3 separate regions of the Mus musculus genome follow, and regions 1 and 2 are each linked to region 3. Evidence: chromatin contacts called from public HiChIP or PLAC-seq data. All regions are on one chromosome and are shown on one strand. The core of a region is the stretch at or near the end of the contact, and the rest is flanking DNA. Distances in the headings are between cores, read along the strand shown. Region 1 holds the start of 0610040J01Rik (RIKEN cDNA 0610040J01 gene). Region 2 overlaps Nwd2 (NACHT and WD repeat domain containing 2). Region 3 holds the start of Arap2 (ArfGAP with RhoGAP domain, ankyrin repeat and PH domain 2).

Region 1 (4,968 bases), core at 2,027-4,526, 1.0 Mb after region 3:
TATCTTAATAGAAAAGCAAGCTTTTGAAACACACCATCTCTGAAACGCTGGTGGCACTGCCTTACTCTCATTCCGCCTCTCTCCTGTGTAAAATGCAGATAAACGACCAAAAACTCTGGGACAAACTGAATATGCCTGTCTCTGTGCTAAAATATCCCATAGATCTTAAGGGCATCCAAAGGTTCCTATCATTCCCTGTTTGTAATCACTTTCTTACTTCCACACACCGTATGTACACTTCTCTCTCTGTTCCACTTCCAGATTGAGGACTTTCCCAGTCTTACTGTTTCAAGGCTGAAACTATGAAATGGCATTAAAAAAAAAAAAAAAAGACTTCATCAATTTGATGGCAAATATATCTCAGAAGGTGAAGGTGGTTTTCTTCCTTCCAAGTCCTCCACGTGGCATGTCCTGGAAGACCTCTCAAGGGGGTCACTGATAGTAATTGGTTTGATTTTCTCTCAAAGTGGAACTTACTTAAATCAGAACATTGAACAAAGAACCAGCTTATTTTCATCCTGGCTCTGCTTGTGACTCAGCATGTACCTGTAGTTTGACCTCTAGCCTCACCGAGTTTATTGCTTTTGTGGACTGCAAAATGAAGACGGGGATAGTTTCTGCTGTAGCCTGTTAACCTGGTGGGGATGCCAGGGAGTGATATGAGAAAAACATTACACAGTGCCATCTTGATTGCTGACACGGTAGGAAAAGGGAAAATTATCTAAACCCCTAGAGAATCCAGTTGTATTCCACTGGTGGAAGGATTTAACACGTAAGCATTTGAAGGTGTTGTTCAGATAGCAACACCCTTCTCCATGGTGAAACACCTTTGTTCAATGTATTCCTCCTAGTTTAGCTACCAACCAGTAAGTGGAAGCCCTTGAAGGGCTAAGATCTATATACACGTGATCTGGAGTCCATACTTTCAGCTCTTCAGCCAACACATTCTTATTCCTGTTCTTATCAGTTGAACGTCCATGCCATACATTTCTAAGAACTAAATGCCTAGGTGGGTTACATGTAGTGTGTGAGTGTTCTGTGAAAAAAAAGAAAAAAGAAAAAAAAAAAAACCTCTAGAGTGTAACAAGTGACTTGAATGATTTTTTTTCCTAACATGTTTGCAACTGATAGCTCATGTTGAATGTTTTTATGTAAACTTTGTATTGTTGGGATGAATTACCCAATCAGAGATTTATATTTTCATAAATGTTACATTTAGTTAAAATTTTGTTACAGAGTTGTTACACTAGAAAGTTATTTCAGTGTTCAAACAATATACAGTCTTGTGTATGTATCGTTTGTATGAATAAAAGATGAGCTACTAAAAACTTGAGTGCTACTGATTTTTTTTTCACCACTGAGGTTGGCCAGATGTGGAAGACCTCACTTACCGGTAATTATTCAAATTGACCAGGTGCCGAAGGGGCCCTAGAATATTCCAGGAGCTCCAGACACAAAGCCATGGCGTCTACACAATAGTCTCAAAAGTTTGGCACTATTATTATTCCACATTTATAGGTGAAAAGAAAGGACCATGGACCTAATTCCAGTACATCACTAGCATCTTGGTTAGCTTTCTCAAAGTACATGAAAATAAAGAACTCAGTGCCCAGTAGTCACTTGGTGACAGTAACTTCTAACATCTTTACTAGTTTGCAGGTGAGAAATTCAGCTAGTTTACTAAAGATCACTGGATGTTACTAGTATGCCCAAGTTTGTGTTTGTTTGTTTGTTTGTTTGTTTGTTTCTCTCCAAATATACAGAAGTAGCTGATGAATTCAGTCAGCAAGCATTTACCCAGTCACACATTCCACCAAGAACACGGAAGTAAATGAAATAGCTCTTGCATTCTAGAATTCCAGACTCAGCAGCAAAATAGGGAGAAAATAAGTTCCCTGTGTACCCGTGCAAGGGGTACCCTTGTGGCTGGAGCAGGAAATAGCCAAGGACTAGTGCCGCTCGGGAATTCCCAGGTGAGTGAACACGACCTTGGAGAACCTCTCCAGATACCTTCACACACACACATACACACACACACACACACACACACACACACACACACACACACACACACCGTTGATCTGAGAATTCCCATATATACCTCCCCCCACCCCAAAATATCTTTAAACATGGCAGGCAGCATTGGAAAGCTTTGGTGATATTGTAAACAACAATCAGATGCAATTGTGTATGTAGTTCTCAACAAAACAATTACTTTAAAAGAACTTTAAATACCCAAGAGTTAAAAGAAAACTAAAGGCATTATCAAGTTTCTTACCTTCCTCTCTTTACTACTACTGAGTTGAACCTCAAAGTTTCTCCCCACTGACTCTAAAAACCCAAAACAAATTCCAAAGTCTCTTTTTGATCCGAAAAACCTAATTCATATATAAATGGACCAGTATCCCATGGAATTTCTGACAAGGCTGGAAATTGAACCTGAGCATCATTTATTCTAACAAGAAATTTTTTTCTTCAAATCAATAAATGACATTCAACAACGTATGATTTCCCTCGTAAATCGACATTTGAAAGCACAAAGGTATTTTAGCACTAAAAAGGACAAAAAAACCACTGAGTGTTCTCCCATAGAGCGTGGCAAATGCCTGTGAAGACAGCGGGGATGTCCAACTCAAAACTCGCTGGAGAAAATTAGGTCTTTGGGAAGTTCTCTCAGTTGCTTCTCCCCGCATTGCCTTTTAATCCTCTCACTGCGAGCCTTGAGCATGGAGAGGAAAGAGAGGAAGCTAGATGGCGCAATTGCTCAACACATTTTCCTGGCTTCTGGAAATGCCAGCTCTCCACAGCTTCTGGGCCAGGTGGACCGAAGACCGAAATCTTAAACCGAATTTCAAGATTAAAGCACCGGTTCTCTACCCTTCGTAGGTAAAGTGTGTTGGGTGAAGTGTCCCATATCCTGACACTCCAAGGGAAGGGGTCTGAAACCGGGGTTCTTTCACGTGTCCCACTAATAGCCTTTGGGGCACAGGCAAGTTTGTAGCCCCTAGGAACGACCGTCACTGCAGCGTCTGAGCAGATTGTCTAGCCATCGGGCGGGCGACAAGCAATGTGCGCTCGATCTAGCAACTAATGCGGGCTGGCTCGCTGACCACTCACTCAAACATAGATCACCGGACGTCCCCTTGTCCCTGTCGCCTGCGCACGCGGGCCAAGGCGCAGGTAAAGGGTTACCCTTGCCTGGGAGGCTCGCCCGCTCCCCGTCCACGTGACGCGGCGGCCCAATGACCGCAGCCCGGGCTGAGGCTGCAGCGCGACAGGCTCCGGGCGTCGCTGACCCACTCGCGTGTCCCAGCGCGGACGCCCGAGGCCCACGAAGCCATGGGCGCCGCGACTCTGGAGCCGCCGCCCCGCCGCAGGTAAGTACGGTCCGGGACTGCGCCGGGCTCCTCCGGGAAGAGGGCTGGTCCTGGGCGGGAGTCCCGACTTTGCTTCTGGGCTCCCCTTCTCTCAAGGGGACGCGAGGAGGAACTATGAGGCAAGGCAATGGATGATTTGATGACTTCAGGAGAAGTCACGGAATTCAACCTAGGCATGCTAAGAGTGGCGACAAGAAACAGGTTTCCAAACTAAAGGCGCTGGTGCTGGTTGGGTAAAATGGTTTATTTTTAAACTCCCAATTCCTGAGCTCTCTGCTGTTCCTGGGAACTTAAACCTGGACAAATTGTAAGAGATCTTCCCATCTCCCTGTGTCCCGGGGTCACCATATTTACGCTTCTAGGGGGGTTTTATTGATTAAAACGGGAAAGGAATTTGATCGCCCCCGCCCTTCTTTGAAATGTCCTTGGGTTCTGGGGTTGGGTCTATGGCGATGGTGAGGGTGCATGAAGGGACAACGACGCTGTGGTGTTCCGCAAGAGCCTGGGACTAGGAAAGTGGGCGCCAAAGAGAGAGAGCTAAATGGTCGCAGGCTGTAAATATTTAATAGACAAATATCTACCAGGTCAATCGCCTGGGTCTTTGTAGCCTGGACAGCCCTGATGAGGTGAGATTATATATATATATATATATCACCAATGCAGAATTTTCCAGTAATACCAGGCAGATATCAGGGGGACTTTTACCCACTCCCAGAACCATAATTAACCTTAAATGCAAAACAAAATAATTCCATCTCCATCGACTCTGAATGTCTACTTTTCCATCCTGGTATAGACATTTGCGCGATGAATGTAGAGGAAGTGGGTGTTCCAGGAGTCACTTCTGTGCTGGTTTCTGCGAGAGTGTTTGTTGGTTGTGGCCTGTGGCTGATTGCCTTGGGTGGCTGTAACTCAGCTATGGTGAAGAATATCGCTGGAGAAAAGAAAGTCTTGGAACCGTGAATGGAAAAGAAGTGGGAGTAGTGGTTATTTTTTAAAGGCAGTTGGTTCTGTATTTGTTGAAGTTGTTTCCTCCCACATAATTTTCCAGTTAATACTATCTTAAGGAGGATACAATAGTATTTCCCTTATACTTGTCTAGTTGATACTATTTTTAGGAAGAAATAATAGTATCTCCCATATATGTTTCCAGTTACTACTGTAAAGAGGAGATGGTAGCTCTCCTCATCTAAGCACCAGTGCCTCTGAAACACCTTGCTAGCCTCTTTGGTAAAAATCCTTGTCCTAGGACAGGTCTCCACAACAACAATATGGAGCCTCGGTCCTTTAGGAGAGTTCTGGGTTGTTAGTGTTTCTGGGAAGTATGAAGAATCAGTAAACAGCCAGCTCCAAGGCTCAGTGGGAGATTCAGAGGTGACAGGCAGACACAGGAAGGTGATGTGTGGTTCATTTCTCCTGCTCACCAACTCTTGCCCATCTTTTGATCCTGCTCCTTCACTTCTTCTACAATCAATGTTTATTTCATGCCCCCTGGGGACTCATTACCCAGGAAGGTTTTGATACCTAGTAATTTCTAAAGATAAATGTGGTTCATGTTCACTATATTCCAAAGAAATTTTGCAGACCTGGA
Region 2 (4,550 bases), core at 304-2,803, 1.0 Mb after region 3:
TTTAGATTGCACAGCACAGTCTTGCCTGGTGAACCATGGGTAGAAATGATCAAAACATACCTCACTGAGGGAGAGGCGCTTGACCAAAGAGGGGCTGAAGTGACTGTGTGGCCCTATAAACACTGTACTCTTTCCATGTTGAGTCCCTGGAGGGCTGGGGGTGGGGGACCTTCCACTTTAAATGAAACAAAAACCATTCTCATAAAAGCCACTCTCTCAAGCCTCTTTGACTCTTTGTTCTCCTACATTTCTTTTCTTTTTCTTTAAATGTTCATATTTTATATCTTACATATGTGGGAAGGAGTGGTAAAGTGTGTGTTCACTTTCTACACATTTATTCATATTAGTACAATGACCCATCATCACTCTTACACACAACTAGAAGCCAGAGCCCAATGCGTTGGGATTTTAAGTTCTGCCTCCATTTTTTTGGAACTTGGTGATTAGATTTGAAGTCCACCCTCCACTCTGCCACCTCCACATTGACAATGTCTACCCTATTCCGAGTACGTTACCTTTTACATAAACTTCCTGGGCCTGTTTCCTCAGATAGAAAAAAGGACGTAATGCTTGCCTCATGTTTGGTAGTGGAATCAGAGAAGAACCAGCCCGGACAGTGGTCACTACTCTTCCCAAAATCCTCTCCTTTCCAAAGGCCATGTGCTTTTCTTGTAACATAAATGGCTTCTTGTCTGGACAAAAAATTAACACTGAATCAGATGTATGTTTAGTTTTACAGAGTTCAAACTTTAGACTTCCACTTTCATTCCTCAAATGTGAGAGCGCCATCTCGTGGCTAATGCACAGAATGTAACCTGTGGCTAAGCAAATTAAAAAGGAGAGACAGGGGAGGGAAGGAGGGATAGAAAGAAAGAGACCGATAGATTCCATAAGAAGATTTTATTGAAATATTAAACTAAATGCATGTTAGTACATTGGATGGGGTATTCGGTTTGTTTTGAGAGTGGGTAATCTTTGAAACACAGCATCACTGTTCTGAAAAGCTCAGCGTGCAGTAAGTTAGCATAGGCACTGGGCTTCGTCTGAGCAGAACATCAACATCCCTAGACCCATTTTCCCCTCCTCCAGAGATTCAGGTTTGTTGGACCAGAGCCTACTCAGATAATTACCTGTGTCACTGTGTCCTAAAGCCACCAACACTTAGAAGCAGAAAAGACCTTAGAGGTGATGGCCACTTCTCAGTTTAAGTCACACACTAGAAATCTTACTGGTCATCAGTGGGAAATCTTCAGGAATGACTTTGATGATCATTTCGAAACCTGTCAGTACACATTTAGATTGCACACATATGTCATGTCGTTAGTCAGAGGCACTTTTGAAAGGAAAGGGTGGGAGCGTGCAACTGTGTGGTGGCAGTCTCATCTCTGAGCCAAGGATAGGTCTCTCTTCTGTGTCTGAGTGAAGTAATTTTATGGAATTTAGCGGGTAGGCTTTTCACTTGCAGTTCATTAAAAATCAGACTCTGTGTAAGCGCCACGGACTCTTCTTTGTTTATTTTCCCAGTGTAGAGTTTGGAGGCGTTTACTATCCCATGCCTGCGTACAATGAGATCACTTCAGCCACTCTCACTTACTGCATCACAAACTGCATCTGTGCGCTGCCACTTGCCAACAACTAGGAAAACATTTGTGAGGGCCATTCAAAATCCCACAGCCTAAAAACATGATCATTAAGCAGCATGCTAGCCATGCTGAAGGACTCTGCTGTCTTCTAGGCGGGAAATGAGTGGCGTTTCACAACGGAAAGAACAAAAACAAAACAAACAAACAACAGCACAGCCCGAGCAGCGACAATGCACAGTAACCCCGACTCGCCCGTGGGTTCTGGGGATTCAGCTACCAGCAGTCAGCCACAGATGGAAAATATTAGTACCCATCCCGGTTCTTTGAAGAAAGAGGCCACTCTCGTGTAACTTTGATTGCAGTGTATTGTTATAACCATCTTATCTGATTGTTATCCCCTCGCTGTGCCTAATTTTCAAATTACACTTTATCTCGGGCAGGTATGCACTTGAAGAAGCAGCCCAGAGAGAGGTGGGTTCTCCCACTGCTTTCAGGCATCTCTGAGGGGAGAAGGGTGGGGCTGAAGTACAGCCTTGTCTCTGTTACTCTGATTAAAACACCAAGGGAGAAGCAACTTGGGGGGAGAGATGGTTTATTTTTAGTATGCATGTTCAGGTTACAGGCCAGTCACTGAAGAGAGTCAAGGCAGCAGGAACCGGAAGGAACGAGTCATAGCCACGGTCAAGAGCACAGGGAACATGCCTAGCCAGGAGGAGGTAAGAAGAAGGAAGCCAGGACAGTCAGCTGTGTTATTATGGTGGACCATGGTGGACCGTGATGGAGTCAGCTCTGTGAAGCTGGAGCTTAGCCCTCAAAGTTCTTGCTTTCCTGGAGCCTTGTACTCAGGAGGATGCTCAGCAGGTTCCTCTGTAGCAGACAGCTTAGCTACCTGGGCACTGTCTGATTGTGTCCACCAGGCACAGCTGTCCGACACTTCTTTTGTTGTTGTTTTGTTTTTGTTTTTGTTTGTTTGCTTGCTTGAGAAAGAATCTCACTGTGTAGATCAAGCTGGCCTTGAATGCATACAGATCCACCTGCATCTGGCTCTCAAGGGCTGGGATCAAAGGTGTATGCAAATACACCTAGCTATTTCTAGTCTCACTCTTATAGAATCTCCAGGAACCAAGTCTCTCTCTCTGTCTCTGTCTCTGTCTCTCTCTCTGTCTCTGTCTCTCTCTCTCTGTCTCTGTCACTCTCTCTCTCTCTGTCTCTCTCTGTCTCTCTGTCTCTCTGTCTCTCTGTCTCTCTCTCTCTCTCTCTCTCTCTCTCTCTCTCTGCCCTGGGCTGACTGTGAACTTGGGGACTACTCCACATCATCCTGTCCCCATTCTTACTCCTCTGTCATAAAAGTATCTAAGCCATCCTTAAGCAAACAGCTAATTGAGCTGGCACTGCTTTCCCTGTCCGAACCATTGGCGGCAGCCCACAGAACCATCAGAAGTGAAAAAGGCTGACCAAGAATGTTGGCCTTGCTTCTTAGAAAACAAAAGGGCCACTGCAGGATAGTAGCAAACATCCTGAAGAAAGAACGCTGACCTTGATTATAATCAGCTAAGATGGGGTTCAGAGAAAACTGCCTTTCAGGCCTTGAGTAATCTTCACTGTGCTGCCCTTTCTTCCTAACATTTCTATCAGAAATTCTACAAAGGACACTGCCGGCCATGAAGCAAAATTTTCGAACCCATCCGCCAGGAATTTCAGCCATCTTAAATTTTTAAACCAAAGCCTTTTGTTATTTCCTGACCTCTATATTATCCAAAAAAATAACTTTGTCAAACAATAGAGAAACATTTTTTCAATAGAGGTTACAACTCGAAAATGCCCAGAATAGATAATGCCAGCATATAAAAAACACAAAATGGATGTGAATGCAACCCCAGAGGTGAGACAGGTCTCTTAGTAGGGGCCAATGCATTTTAATCTCCTTATTAAAAGACTTTATTAAAAGGATGAATTCTGAAAAACAGCTAGCACTTCACTAGCTTGAGTCTGGGGGTGCTGGCTCCCTAACCCCCCTTTGTCTGCACTCTTCACAGCTCCTAACACAGCCAGGACTATGTGAGCTCCTTCTCCTTCTGTGGTTTTCCTCTTTACCAGCATCCAGCTCTCAAATCAGAGCTATGTCTCCATAAAGGTCAGATCCATGCCTCGGGCTACTTTAAACTCGTGTGATTTTTTTTTTTGTTCCTTTGGGCAGGCATTAATTCGTTACTTTGGAAAAGAACTATGAAAAAAATAGTCCTTCAAACATGAGTATTATTCCTTTAAAACATCCTCTGATGAAAAAACAAACAAACAAACAAACAAACAAACAAACAAATAAATAAATAAATAAATAAATGTAACATGAGAGGGCAAGGCACGCTGTGCTGTCATGGAAGCCTTAGCAGTAAGTTCTAATCCTTCCCAAAGCTGTCTGTCCTTCCACTTACACCACTTGAGCGAGAGTATGGTCTCTCCTCGTTATTACTGCATCAGGATATGCCTTTATTATGAGACTCCGCCTTACTAATATTTCCCTTATCCTATACCTTCTTTTCATTTGATTAAACAAGACATCACAACTGGGAGAGCAAACACATTGCAAGAGAAATAGTTAAACTACTTAATAGCTAGCAAGCTCCGTATAGATGCTAGACACACACACACAAATCAGTTATTGATACATACAAGCTGATAAAGCATCTCTGTGACAAAAATAAGCTTTTTTTAAGAAGTCTCTCTCAGAGAAGTCTTGCCATGACCTGCTTCTCAGTACCAGAAGGTCTAGGCCCATCTCAATCCAATTATCAGCCCCGAGATCCACTTGAAAGTTGTCTCTCCTGGGTACAGGCTCTCAGATGTGCCCTAGTAAATAGGCCTGGTCAATTCTTAGGTTTCCCTTCATCCAGTTCCTGGGCTGCTGACCCTCAGCCTTCAGACCAATTAAGGGAAGGGGGAGGGGATGGAGGGAAAAGAGTGGACACT
Region 3 (4,597 bases), core at 342-2,841:
TGAGTGCCCATGAGCCTCACAACTGGGAACCTGAGATGTCAGGAAAACAAGAATTTGTTTCTAAGCGGACCCTCAGCTACTCTTTTCACAAGCAACTCCCCCCTCAAAAAAAAAAAAAAAAAAAAAAAACTGCATGTGACAGGCCGAGGAGTGGAAGGAAAGAATACAAAACAGCAGACACATATAAATTAGCTTTAACAAGCTTTTTGACTTACTATCTAGGTACATTTTTTAAAAAAAAAAATGGCTGCGACACATCAAGTCTATATAAAACCCTCTTAGTGTGAAGACCCACCTTAAATATGTGTTCAATCTCTCCTTGGACAGGAGCCAGGGGATATTTCCATTTTAGGATATAGCCTACTTGCACGACCCACTTTTATTTTCTCTCTATTAAACATTGTTAAACAGTGGAATACCAAGTGCCTTTGCCTTCCATATTTCTCTTGTAAGTGTATAAAAGTCATGAATAAAAATCTTGTCGTTATTCCTTGCCTTTAAAAAAGTTACCTCATCCATAGCCACCTTCCACTTACAGGCAATGCTCCATACACTTCTGGTGCACAAAGCTTAAGTGAAGAGAATCGATACTGGGCTTGTAAGTACAAAGCTATTATTGGGAATAACAATGACATCCGATTAAATGTACTTTTAAAAATAGCGTATTCCAATACTTAAAAAAAAAAATAAACTTATGTGCTACTAAGTGTCCTATACTTCAAGGACAAACTTGGTATCTCTCATCTAACTTACAAGAGCCTGAGACAGTTTTCCACACAGCGTATCTTATCACTTCTTGTATTTTTTTCTAAATATCAAAGGCTATTGTTCACAATATAATTTCACAAACCTTCCAAGTCAAAGAAACTCCAGATCGCCACCAAGAAAACCAAGACTAAAGAAAACATCAGAATGAAGTAAAATAAAAACTTACTTCAATTAATAGATGGACACCAATTCTCCCATGAGAACTGCTTCCCACACTAAAGGTGAAAGAGCTGCCTGGTAACCGCACTCCAGAGAGGTCCCCTGGTACAGTGCTAGGTTCAAGCAGGTGGAGGCCGAATGATTGTAATTAAAGTTAATTAACAGGGCTGCCCTTAAGTGTGTAACCAGAAGGGTGTGGGGGGTGCAGGGGGGAGCACAGAGCCCCAAGTCATTACCTCCACCGAGAAAAGAACTCAGCGCCTGGAACTTGCCCAGGCAGTTTTTGGTCGGGGGCAGAGGGGGATGAGACAGTCTGATTGACTGGACTGTCAATCGTGCGGGTCAAATCCCAGAAGCAAGCGCAGCTTTCTAATCACTTACCGCCTTTGGTTTCTCTTCCGACGCCCACTCGCGGGACGCGCAATCCGAGCGACACAATCCAGAGCCGCCCGAGCACTCCACGCGTCCCGAAGCGCTGCGTTCTCGCACCCGGGACCGGACCGCGGCCAGCGCACCCCGGGGACTCGCCTCGCTCGCGCGCGGCCCGCGAGCCCCGGCAGCGCAGCGCCGGCTCGTCCCCGTGGGGCGCTGTCCCCGGCGGCGAGCGGGCGGACCCCGCGCCGCACCTGGAGGCGGGAGCGCGGCTGGGCTCCGCGGGCGAGCGCGCAGCCCCGGAAGCCGCGCCTGCCCGGGCCGCCCAGGTGCTCGGCGCCGCGCCCGGCTGCTTCCTCCCGAGCCCCGGGGGCGGGGATCCGCGGCCGGCGGGGGCGGCCCGAGCTCAACGGCGGGGGCGGCGGGGCAGGCCGTCCCGGTTCGGCAGCATTGTTGCGCAGCTGAGTCAGCCCGCCTGCCGCTCGGCCGCGCCTGCCGCCCAGGCCACCTGGAGCGCGTCTGCCCAGTGGCGACCCTGGAAGGGCGCGTCCCCCCGGGGCGGGGGATTGGCCCTGCCACCCTCCCGCTGAGACCCTCGCTGGGTTACAGATACACGTTGCTGGGACTGTGTGCGCTGACCTGGGCGGGTGGCCAGTGGGGTGGATCCTGCCGCCTCTGAATGCAGAAGCGCTACACTACCCAGAACTTTCCCTGTAGCCTCAGTGTTTCCCAAACTTCACACACATCTAGGACACCCTTTTGCCTAGGTTCCAGGAATAAGTATATCCACCAAACCCAAAGTCGGATTCTCCCCAGTCACCGCTACGACCAAATTCTAAGATCCCTTTTTTTAGATGAATCTCAGGAGGAGGAGCATAACACCCAATGGCCTGAGGAACACTTATCTCTGGGAAACTAGGTCTCAAACCTGGGGGTTGTTTGAGTCTGGAAGGCCTTTCTGTCTTTGAATCAGTCCTTAAATGATCTTGGTGATACAATGAGAAAAACAAAAAGAGAGAGAGAGAGAGAATCCCAGAAACCTACCTGAGAACAAGCAGGATCCTTGCTGACCTGCTTCATACTCCTGTTTTGAGTTTGTTGTTTGTTTTTAATAGATTACCTACCTGAGTTTCTCCCTCAAAACATGAAAGTACTTACTTATCTTCCTGCTGTATCTGTTGACGAAAGTGAAGCAATTACAGTGATGCGGACCTTATTATGAAAATAAGCTAATGGGTGAAGCTCACAGGGTGAGAGGCTTCCCAGGAGCTCAGGCCTTCACGAGTCCACATCACCAACTGCCATCCAAAACCACCATCTTTCCGGGGGTAAAGAGGGGCTTGAGCTGCAGCATCCTTTACACAGAAGGTTTCACAAGAAGGCCCTGGGCAAATTGCCTTCATTTTCTCCCAAAAGACTTGCAGAATTCTTTTTGTCTGTGTTATTTTTCTTTTGTTTAATCTTTGTTTCTTTCTTTTTATTTCTTTATTTTTAATTTATTAATTTATTTTGCTTTTAGTTTTACTTTCCACGCCATTTATTACAAATTTTCTGTGAGTTGCTCTTTCCCGGACTCATCTTCCCCCTTTGCTCCCGGTTTCTTTTTCTTTCTCTCCTAACAGCGCTCATATATTCCCACCACCACCTCCACACCCCCAATCTTCATTAGCCTTCTTAAATCCTTCTCGGAACAAGTCAGGCCATCAAATATACAAGTATTCTTACATCAGTTATGGTGTCTCGCGGGGGGGGGGGGGGGGGGGGGCAACCTTTAACATGTTACTTTTCACAGTTGCTTTTATAAGATAGTTTGGACGTGTGTCCTTAGACCATCTTAGTTCCTTAATCATGCCGTTCAGTTATCCGAGATTTTCAATTTTTTTTTTAATGTTGGATAATTTGAGCATGCAACTCTGAAGATACACGGTAAACAACTACAAAACAATCTCTAGATGCCATCTCTCCCAGGGGACAGACTATGGTGCTGCCGGGTAGACGTGTGATTTAATAGCCATTGTAGTAGGCAAAATGCCTCTCCACTACAGACTGCATACACCACTCCTGAGTGCTAAGTTGGTCTGCTGAATCTTCATATGCGGGTTTGGAGGGGTGGGGTGAGGAGATAGCTCGGGAAAGATGGTAAAAGCTACCTTTTATTAATTGCTTGTTAATCACCAGTCTCTAGCCAAACAACTGATACATATTTTATAGGTATGCCACAACTCTGAGCTGAAATAATTCTTCCAGTTTTATAAATGCGGGTTTAATTGAAGATGAAAGAGGCTCAGTAGTGAAGAGCAGATAAATTGAGCACATCTAAGCTGTATTAGTACAGCATAAATTATTTAAGTGACGCATTAAGAGGACAAAGTGGACAAAGAAATTGACTTTCTATAAGAATTAAGATATGGAGATACGTCCTCTGCCAGGCTTCTGGAGTGGCAATCTGTACTCACTATTTTCCCATCAAGGCTGGAATTACTCCAAGGTGACCTGCCCCTACCCCTAGTTCCTAGATTTTTAGATAGCAGAGCAAATGGAACAACTTAACCGGCTCTTCTGCCTTTGTTGCTCTCATCCCTATGTACCCATAATGCACTGGCATGAAAGAGGTGATGCATAGAAACCCCCTCCATCCCAGCTCTCTTCTCTCTTTCTCGGTCTCTCCTGTTTTTCTAACGCCATCACAGTACCAACATCCACTGACTACTTACAGGACAGCTGCTGCTCCAAGCAATTCACATGTAGGAGCTCATGGTGAGACAACCAGCAGCTCTTTGAAAAGAGAATCGATAGCAGTGTTCTCCACAGATAAGAAACCTAAAGAAAACGGGATGGGAGTGACTTACACCATCATGTAGGAGCATAAGGACAGATAGCTCCAAGCCAGTCTTCTCCAGGGATTGTCTCTGGTGACCACCACCCTGATGCTGAGCCTGAAAAGGCCACATTCAAAATGGAGCTCAACATGCTCCGTGGGCTGAGACGGTTTGAGCACACTCATTTGAGTACATATATTGACATTTGGCCCTGGTTTCTCCATCTGTAAAAATAATGTTCGCAGCAGCAGTGTGATTTTGCATGTAAGGCACCTAGGAATTAGCAACTCCTCAGAGCACTTATTTCTATCGCTTTTTTTTTCTGCCCATGATTCTCAAAGAACTAAGTTCATGTTTCACTTTCTTCTCAATGCTTTGAAAATATCTGGTAGCCAGAATTGCTTACACATAAAACCTAATCACTCATTTTATAGAAAATACCCAATATTATTTTGCCAGATGGAAAATGTAGTGTTGGA

What was found. HiChIP or PLAC-seq counts read pairs in DNA pulled down with a chosen protein or histone mark.
Region 1: a contact with region 3 is called in an HNF4G HiChIP or PLAC-seq map of pancreatic cancer cells. The contact joins the promoter of 0610040J01Rik here to the promoter of Arap2 in region 3. A contact is called at or near these places in 5 of 39 promoter capture datasets (the C10 cell line, hippocampal neurons, liver and 2 more) and 5 of 115 datasets of contacts at active chromatin or transcription factors (bone marrow-derived dendritic cells, large pre-B cells, pancreatic cancer cells and 1 more).
Region 2: an H3K27ac HiChIP or PLAC-seq map of stem cell-derived neural progenitor cells shows a contact between it and region 3, with 5 times the contacts expected there. The contact joins the enhancer-like site here to the promoter of Arap2 in region 3. A contact is called at or near these places in 1 of 39 promoter capture datasets (embryonic stem cells), 1 of 15 datasets of contacts at CTCF or cohesin (pro-B cells), 1 of 484 Hi-C or Micro-C datasets (B cells) and 4 of 115 datasets of contacts at active chromatin or transcription factors (large pre-B cells, neural progenitor cells and stem cell-derived neural progenitor cells).

The regions. Positions count from the first base shown.
Region 1 is chr5:63,809,219-63,814,186 of GRCm38.p6, forward strand. It overlaps 0610040J01Rik (RIKEN cDNA 0610040J01 gene), which reads left to right and starts at 3,277. Exons shown (of 4, transcript NM_029554.4): 1 at 3,277-3,377. Nwd2 (NACHT and WD repeat domain containing 2) reads left to right here. Exons shown (of 7, transcript NM_177006.3): 7 at 1-1,328.
Region 2 is chr5:63,766,163-63,770,712 of GRCm38.p6, forward strand. The region is part of intron 3 of Nwd2 (NACHT and WD repeat domain containing 2); the gene reads left to right. Among named protein-coding and RNA genes, the nearest start is that of 0610040J01Rik, 44 kb to the right of the region's middle. Within about 2 kb of position 1,554, at least 29 of the 459 cell types and tissues checked have an H3K27ac peak or open chromatin away from gene starts, as enhancers often do. A contact at or near this core is called in neural progenitor cells, pro-B cells and stem cell-derived neural progenitor cells, where this site is marked.
Region 3 is chr5:62,764,586-62,769,182 of GRCm38.p6, forward strand. It overlaps Arap2 (ArfGAP with RhoGAP domain, ankyrin repeat and PH domain 2), which reads right to left and starts at 1,592. Exons shown (of 33, transcript NM_178407.3): 1 at 1,309-1,592.